Linked DNA regions of Mus musculus: all the other regions are linked to region 3. The links are chromatin contacts, called in public promoter capture Hi-C maps. All regions are on one chromosome and are shown on one strand. The core of a region is the stretch at or near the end of the contact, and the rest is flanking DNA. Distances in the headings are between cores, read along the strand shown.

Region 1 (2,728 bases), core at 109-2,608, 2.4 Mb before region 3:
CTCCATAGCTTCCCTCCTATAGTATGGAAGAGAGAGAGGGCAGTGTGACAGTGGGGACAACAGGCCTTCTTACAGTCTTCACTATTTCCCTTGGCTTGTTTCTGGACAGTGATGTGCCAGGGCACACAAGGGTGCTGTGGCCATTGTGGAGGAGTCAGATCTCAATAGCTCTTCCCTGCAATCTGAACTAAGAGGAGGGGAAAAAAAAAAAGCTTGACACTGAGAAACACAGGTCCTGTGTGAGCGGTCTCTGAGAGTCTAAGCAGTAACTTCACTGAAGAGGGAGAGCTGGACTTGACCCAGGCTCCTGGGGATCTGTGAAGGCTGGAGTGCCATTAGCAGAGGTGGAAGGAAAGGCAGCAAAGACCGTTCTCTGCTGGCACCTATGCCTGGCCTCTGTTTAGATGATGACGGTCCTCCCTTCTTTCAAGGACCACATTCCTCTGCATGCTCTTTCTCAAAGCTTTTCTTTTCTCTTCTCTCTTTTCTTTTCTTTTCTTTTCTTTTCTTTTCTTTTCTTTTCTTTTCTTTTCTTTTCTTTTCTTTTCTTTTCGACACAGAGGGCTGCTGGCGTCTTGTATCTCCCAGGGCTTCCTGTCTGGGAGCACAGACATAGCTCAGCCTTCTGTAATTTATGCTGAGGGGCAGAGCAGGAGAGTTATGAGTAAAGACTTTGGAACTGGACAAAACCTTTCTGGCCTGTCTGTGTCGCAACAGCTGTTCTTCTTGTGTCCCCCTTTCCTGGGTTGTAAAATGGGGATAATAATAGTACCACCCTCAGATGGCGTTCATAAGCACCCAGTGAGGTCATGTTAAGCCTGTTAGAAAGCTACCCATAAACGGCTGCTGTGGCCATGGCTCCTTCTTAGAACTTGCGAGTTCCCCTGCCTGGAAGCGGTAGCCACTGGACTTGGTAATTTTTCTGTCCCATTGAAAAAGGCCCCTACTTTTCAAAGGGAGGAAGAGGAAATTGTCGATCTTGAGACACGAGGGACATTGATAATGAAAGTTACAGCCCATGGCCTCAGGTTTGGGGGAGGGGAGAAGCCACCTGACTCCGGATTTTAAAAGGAGCTGATGGGGATTCAGAAGTCAAGGGCCACAGGCTCTACTCAGGGAAAACTCACTCTGGGGGACCTCGGACAGGTCACTTTCAGCCTGGGACTTCAGTTTCCTCGGGCGAGTCAGGTGGGTTTCTCAGCTTTGCTTAGGTAGTTAGGAGCACGCGGTGTGGGTTGCCGGCTTTGAGAACGTGGCTGAGCAGCGAGGCTCCGCCAGCCGAGATGGGCAGGCGCGTGCAGGGATTGGCTGGAGGCGCAGGCCCGAACCTTTAAGAGGCGCGGAGGGGACGTGCTAGGGAGTTTTCATCGCCGGCGTTCCTGGTTTGCTAAGTGCTAGCGAACGTAGTAGTGGCTGGGGCTGCGCCTAGGATCGGAGCCACAGGCGAGTGCCGGCCGGCAGAACACAAGAGCATCCCGGCGTCCCGGTCCCACGCGGCGTGGCCCGCGGGTCATGGCCAAAGGAGAAGGCGCCGAGAGCGGTTCCGCGGCGGGGCTGCTCCCCACCAGCATCCTCCAAGCCAGTGAACGGCCGGTCCAGGTGAAGGTGAGGTCCCGAGAGGAGGGCAAGGGGTGGTGGGCCGGCCGGGATGTGGGTATAGGGGCGTCGGAGACTAGGTCTGGCCTTGGGACACTTGGCGGTAACAGGGTACAGCGAAGCTTGAAAAAAGCAAGGAGTGCTCTGGGACCGGGAGTGATGGAGAAAGTCTGAAGCCCCTTTGCACACCCCTACAATGGGTTTGCGCCAAGAGAGGCGCCGGCAACTCTACGCGGCGTGGGGCTCTCCCCAGCGCTCTAGGTTCTACTGTGCTGAGCCACACTAGTTTCTCTCCCTAGACCTGAAGAGACCCCAGAAGTCTGAGAGTCCCTTTGGTTCTCCATCTCTCACCACCCCCCACTCTCGTGCTTTAACTCTGAGGAGGGCCACTCAAGTTCATTCATAAGAACAAGGGCTTTGCTCTTAAAGGAGCCGCATACCGAAAGCGTTTGTGTGACTGAGGGTTCACATGCACAGAGCTCCGCGTGTCTCGACATCCTCTCTCTCCGATCCGTTCTAACTCTTTGGATCTATTTAACCACACCATGAAACCATGCGGCCCCAGGAAAGGAATCTCTCACAATATAGCTAATTGGGAGGTGCTTAACTTTTCCTTTTAATTTTATTAACTGTTCTTGGAAGAAACGAGTAAGCAATTATGCTGTTACCATGTATGAGTAATCTCTACTTTCCCTGGGCAACCTCAGCCTCCCCTAGTGCTCCACCCGGAGAGGGCTGAGCCCTGCACCTGGAGCCCTTTTTACCCCTCTCCAAGGTCCCCTAGGAGCTGGAAAGGGTGCGTGTTAGGCAGATGGATGGTAGGACTGCTCAAGGGTTTGCCTGGAGCTGAAGACTCCCTACAGGGGCCCGGGAACTTTGGGACAGATTGAAAGAACAGCTGAGGATGCAGCGGGCTGGGCGCCCCCCCCCCTTCTGGTGCACTCATCCAGGACGCAGGTGGATCCTAGCTGCTGCGGGGCGTCAGGGAGGGAGCCTGGGCTGGGCTCAGGGAACTTTTGGCAGCAAGAGGATTTTCAGGTTGTGGCAGCTAGTGCCAGGTAGGGACAGGCCCATTGCTACCGCATGCTCTTTCTGGGTAACTTGGAAAGGAGCTGAGGGCCTGGGAGAAGAT
Region 2 (2,700 bases), core at 19-2,518, 2.3 Mb before region 3:
CACCTTGATCAAAGTCGGGACGCTAGTAAAGGGCTCGGAGTCAGGAATGGAACAACTTACGTCTACAACCAGAGGCACCCAATGCCTCAAATGTTCCCAGATCTATCTATCACTGGGGATGATTAAATTCATTGGTTCTAAGACAGTCAAATGCGTGCTCTGTTTAAAGTTTCAACATCTACTTTGTGACCTTGGCAAGTTATTCAGCTTCCTCATTTGAAGCTCCGAGGATGTAATGGTACCTACCGCAGAGAGTTGCTATTAGGATTAAATGAAAATGGTTTGAGCGCTCAGCACAAGCCTGGCATGTAGTCAGCGCACAGTAAATGGTAGCTATTATTACATGAACTGTATTTGTTGAATGATTGACTCTGGCATATAACACCTGCATTCAACTTGAACGCGGAGTTGTCAGTCATCCAGTCGAAGGGGTAGGAACCATAGCACAGCACTCGCCAATTTTTTTTCTAGAAATAAATCTTTGTGGGAGGATAATGACCGGTTGGAAAGTGTTAAGTCCGGAGGAAACAAAGACGCGATCCCCCGTCTAAGAAGCAGGGAGGCGAAGACTGCCCTGCAGGCTGCAGTTACAGCTCTGAATCGCACACGGGCTCATTAGCAGCCAGCTGGGCATACATAGCTTGGGGCGATGAAGCCTCAAAAGCAAGATTTTTAAGGAATGGGACAAGATCTCCTTTAATTTTGCTCATTTCATTTCAGGGACCACACCCTACAGGGTGGGAGGAAGAACTCCGAAGCCTGAGGCGGAAGCTTAAGCACAGCCACGGACCTGACCATCTATGGTCACAAAACGCACAGAGCAAACAGGAAGTGGGGCGCGAGTGGAAGATTTTCTCCACCTTCCCAGCCCTAGCCTCGGAATCGAGCGAGGGCGAGCATGCCCAGACGCTCAAAGCCTACTCTATTAGCCTCCGCGACCGAGTCCATTGCTTTTCTGTACTACAGACAGGGAAACCAAGGCTTGCACGCCCAGCCAGGGGCGAAATTTGGTCCCGGTCCCCCCAACCACCAGACACTGGGTCTCAGAGCCTTCTAGCCCCACTGTTGTTCCCTGAACCTCTTCCGGACTGAGGCTAAAAACGTAACGACCTCAGTCTCCGAGCACAAATTGACAAAACAAGCAGCCACTCAGCTGTCTTCCTTTGAGGAGGTGGGGCTTGGTTAGGAACTCCAGCTCCTTATTGGTCTGGGCCTCGGGGCGTGACCAACCGTGGACACGCCCCTTCCCCGAGTTTTCCTCCCCCACCTCCCTTGGAGGCGGAGCCCTTTTCCAAACGCTCCTAAGCCAGATTCTCTCTCCGGTGGCGGGGAATGAGGGCGGAGTCACGAGCGGAGCGGCCAAACTTCTTCCTCTCCCCCGGGCTAGCGTTACAGCCAGTGGTTCATTTCCGGTGGGGGTGCCGCGCCCAGTGAGGGCCCGGAAGTGGGTCGCGCGAAGACCGCTGGGCGGTTCTTGCCGGAAGTGGAGAGCGGCTGATCGCAGTCCGGAGGTGAGGCGGAACTCTTAAGGTGAGGGTTGGTGGTTGGATAAGGATTGGGATGGTCTTTGGGGCCCACCGGGTCCTGGCCGTTAGTAAAGGCTGTGCTAGCCTACGCGCGTTTGAGGAGTCTTGCTGAAAGGCCGGGGTTTGGGCCCTTCGGCCATCCCGGGCTCCTGGGTGCGGTCTCTTGAGGTGGGGCTGGGGTACCAGATTGAACCAGGAGGTCTTGGGGAAGCCACTTTCTCCTTGATTTCGCAGCTCTGCCTATCAGCCTCCGCGGAGGCCTGATTCCTAAAGGCATCCTAACCAACTGAATGGACCCTGGGAGACCTTAGAATTTCCTCCTGACCGGGTCTTGTTCCCATTACTCGGATGGGTAACTTGATCTCGGAGAAGAAAAGAATCTGGTTTTAGAGAGAGGTTTCCAGTCCTAGATCCTTCCTTTCCTTGGAACCTCTCTAACTTTCGATCTGGGCAGCTGCAGGTTAAAGGCTATCTGGTAGTAGAACTAAAAAAAAAAAAAAAGTTAAAAATTTGGAATGCCTGTTAAATTTAAGGTAGGCTAGTAAGCCCTGCGTTTACGTTCAGTGAGCTCCCCTTACTCTTAGACTGCCACTGTTCACTCGCAATCCAAGCTAACTTTATGGGAGGTGCTGTCCACTTCTGGATCTGAAGTCAGATGATTCAGGTTGGGTCTGGCACAGTTGCCAAGTGCCTGTGGTCGTAGGATCGCTGTGTTTATTCTGTGTTGGCAACATGGAAAATGTCATCGAATACAGCTTTGAAAAGTCTAGTCATTGCCCCCATCGAGTTAGCAGTGAAAGACAGTTAAGAAATAGTTACAAATGTGGTGAGGGTGCTGTGGAAGGACGCAGCAAGGGAGTCAGAAGCGTTTTGAAAGATCAAGAGGGTGTGTGTGTGTGTGTGTGTGTGTGTGTGTGTGAGAGAGAGAGAGAGAGAGAGAGAGAGAGAGAGAGAGAATATATTAGATAGAGGTTAGTTAGTATCAGAACTGTCAGCTGTAGCTCTTTGTACTGCTTTCCCTTGAAGTGAAAATCCAGGGTTAGAACAGCACGTTCATCATCTGCCAAGCATTTATTGGACCTCAGTATGTGTGAAAACATTTTAGCTTAGGCACTTAGCCCTTCTGGCTAGGAATACACTTGTTCTCTGGTGATATGTACAGTATGGGAGGAAC
Region 3 (2,738 bases), core at 161-2,660:
AGTAGAAGGAGAAAACTGGTGATGTGGAGGGGAGACATCCCAGGCATCGGTGAGTTGTATGGCACCTGAAGCAGTGAGAAGAGGGGGGCTGCCCTCTCCACTGCAGCCACTTGTCTGAAGTACCAAGATGAAAGACCATGCTGCTCGCACACATGAAAGCAGGCTGGTAGACAGAAGTTCTCTTGTTGGCTTGCATTTTCTTGGTGAAATGGAAAGCAAGACCATCAAAGAGAATATGGGAGAGTGGAGGGGAGTGAAGGGGTCCCCCAGAAGAGCGACTGGGGGAGGAGTTCAGTTTTGTACCTCTTATGGAAGCTTCTTGGAGCAGAGCAGTTTGGGTATTTGGGCAGACTCAGAGCATGCTGTTGGTTGGGATCTGAAAGAATCCGGAAGTCTCCGAGAGAAGCCCCTGTAGAATTCTCCTAAGTGGTTTCTTGGAATTCTACTTGTTTGAGTCATTTTCCTGAAAAAAACCAGTATGGTCATGGGAGGCATACCTTTTCTTTAACTCTTTCAGCAAAGACAGAAGAAAAAAAAAAGCAATAAATTACTCCTAATGGAAGGAAACAAGCCTCCTGGATGGAGTTCAAGGTACAAGGTACTTCCTAAGGAAACCTTTGTGTAGTTTTTGCAGGGTGGAGGGTATTAAAAACTCACATGGGTTTATGTAGTATTCAAAAGACAAAATCATCACCTTGGGTGCTGTAAATCTTTTGCCTACAACGCTCTGCATAGAGCTGCCCTTCCAACCTCTCCAGCCTGCACTGTTCACTCTGCAAGGCTCTTCTGGACCTCGCCTGGAATGTGCACACAGACTTTTTCTTCTGCCTCATTTTCTATTCCTCCCTCCCTTCCTTGCCAGTAAACGTTTCTGCTACGTGTTCAGAACCCGCTGTACACTAACTCCCCAAGTCCCAATCGTCTGTGAAAATCCCCATGACTTGTTAGAAGTGGGCTCGTTTGCCTCTCTACATTTAGTGCCGGATGGAAGTAGGCTCGCGACAGTTGTTCTAATGCAGGCACCGTCAGGGTGCGTTGTGTGGAAAGGCAGCTGGCTAGGACGTGAAGCCAAGCGGCCCGGCCTAAGAGGGAGACAAGCAGGCACCGGGAGAAGGCGGCGGTGCGGGGCGAGAGCACGAGATGATTTGGCCCGCAGCCTGAGGGAAGGCGGATGGGAGGTGAGAGTGTCCACCGGCTATTGCGGGACCAGGCAAAGGCCCTCAGGGTTCCGGTTAGATGCGAGTCACCAGCATCCTCTAGACCTCGGGCGAGGAAGCCCACAGAACCCACAACTCCCGAGACCCACCCGCAGTAGCCACTCAACAAGCTGCGGCGAGACGTCCCGCGCATGCGCGCCCTAGCCCCACCCTCCCCTGGGCCCGCCTCTCCCCGCCCTCTGCGTGCGCACCGCCTAGAGCCCGCCTCTCAGAAAGACGGCTGGCGCATGCGGCCCGGCCGAGCACTGGCTGCCCGAGGCTCACCACGCGCGCGCCGGCCTTGCTGTGGCTGACACGAGACTCCGAAGCCGGCCTCAGGTAGGCAGACTTCAGGGATCCCGGTGGAACGGCTCCCGGGTGCAAGAGCCTGTGGCGCCGACAGAGCCCGGCGCGGACGGCCACGCCGCCGGGGCGATAAACGTCTCTTCTCACCAATCAGGGGAGAGCTGGCCCGGCGTTCTGCCCAATGGGCTGCATCTCTAACGGGAGTGGGGCGGGCAGTCCCGGAACGCGAGCTGCCGGCTCCCGCGCGCGGGCCGCGTGGCCCGGCTAAGGAAAGGGGCCGAGTCCGGCGACGCGGGCAGCCGGGCTTGGTGAGGTAGAGAGCGCGGTGTGCCGCCGCGGAGGGGTCTCCCAGAGCCCCAGCCTGTGATGGGGCCCGACTGGCGGCCTTGAGCTCCTCCCGGCGCTGCCCGGCGCGCGGGAGGAAGGGGCTTGTAGGTTCGCTGGGCCTCACGGCCCAGGCTACCCAGCTGCTGTCTCTCTTTCCAGCCCAGCGCGAAGATGCTGGCGTTCTTGAGGCCACTACGTCAGCGTGGCTGCCTTACGTCCACACTCATTATTTTAAATCCTCAGCAGCCGGGTGACGCGGGTGGGTGCTGCTGTGGTTCTCGTCCCACTTTTTACGGCGGTGCGAACCCGGGCATCAGGCACTTCGGGGCTAGATTTAGATTTCAGCACATCTGCGGTGGATCCTGAGCCTGATTTTCACCAACTTCATTTTTTTTTTTTTTTAACAAAAGCTTTCACATTTTTCATTCGTGAATTTATCTGGTGCCCCTTGCTCTATATTATAGCTCCTGTACTTGAAAAACCTTTTGTGTCTTGTCATCTTCAGAAAAAAAAGTGCAGCGTGGACATTCAACTTTGCCCATGGACTGGCCCCTGGCCATCCCTTTGCCCTAATCTTTTTTTCTTGGTGCATCCTGTGGGCTCACCTGCTTGTTCATGCTTTGCCTGATTCCTAGCTCATTTCAGTCAGTCAGCCTTACGGGCCCATTACAAGGCAGGTTTTCAAAAGGAGCTCCTGGATCCTCCCTCAGTCCAGGTCATCTCTCCCGGAGATACTTAAGTTGGACCCACATTTGACTTAAGTTTGTGGTACCCCCAGCATGTGAGTAGCTCTCCCATAATAGGTAGTTTGTAAACGTTAGGGAATGGGTCCTCTCCAACTGGCTCTTTGTGGCTTTTGGAATATTTTTTTGCCAGTCACTCTGGGAGACTGCCAGAATCTTAGTGTCT

What was found. Promoter capture Hi-C pulls out the DNA fragments that hold promoters and counts their contacts.
Region 1: a contact with region 3 is called in a promoter capture Hi-C map of pre-B cells, with 7 times the contacts expected there. The contact joins the promoter of Mfsd2a here to the promoter of Ctps in region 3. A contact is called at or near these places in 6 of 39 promoter capture datasets (cranial neural crest, embryonic stem cells, hippocampal neurons and 3 more) and 1 of 115 datasets of contacts at active chromatin or transcription factors (embryonic stem cells).
Region 2: a contact with region 3 is called in a promoter capture Hi-C map of pre-B cells, with 3 times the contacts expected there. The contact joins the promoter of Cap1 here to the promoter of Ctps in region 3. A contact is called at or near these places in 4 of 39 promoter capture datasets (cranial neural crest, maxillary cranial neural crest, pre-B cells and 1 more) and 3 of 115 datasets of contacts at active chromatin or transcription factors (astrocytes and embryonic stem cells).

Annotation. Positions count from the first base shown.
Region 1 is chr4:122,959,818-122,962,545 of GRCm38.p6, reverse strand. Mfsd2a (major facilitator superfamily domain containing 2A) reads left to right here and starts at 1,358. Exons shown (of 14, transcript NM_029662.2): 1 at 1,358-1,605. The coding sequence starts at 1,513.
Region 2 is chr4:122,884,644-122,887,343 of GRCm38.p6, reverse strand. Cap1 (CAP, adenylate cyclase-associated protein 1 (yeast)) reads left to right here and starts at 1,268. Exons shown (of 13, transcript NM_001358035.1): 1 at 1,268-1,530.
Region 3 is chr4:120,568,948-120,571,685 of GRCm38.p6, reverse strand. Ctps (cytidine 5'-triphosphate synthase) reads left to right here and starts at 1,410. Exons shown (of 19, transcript NM_016748.2): 1 at 1,410-1,535.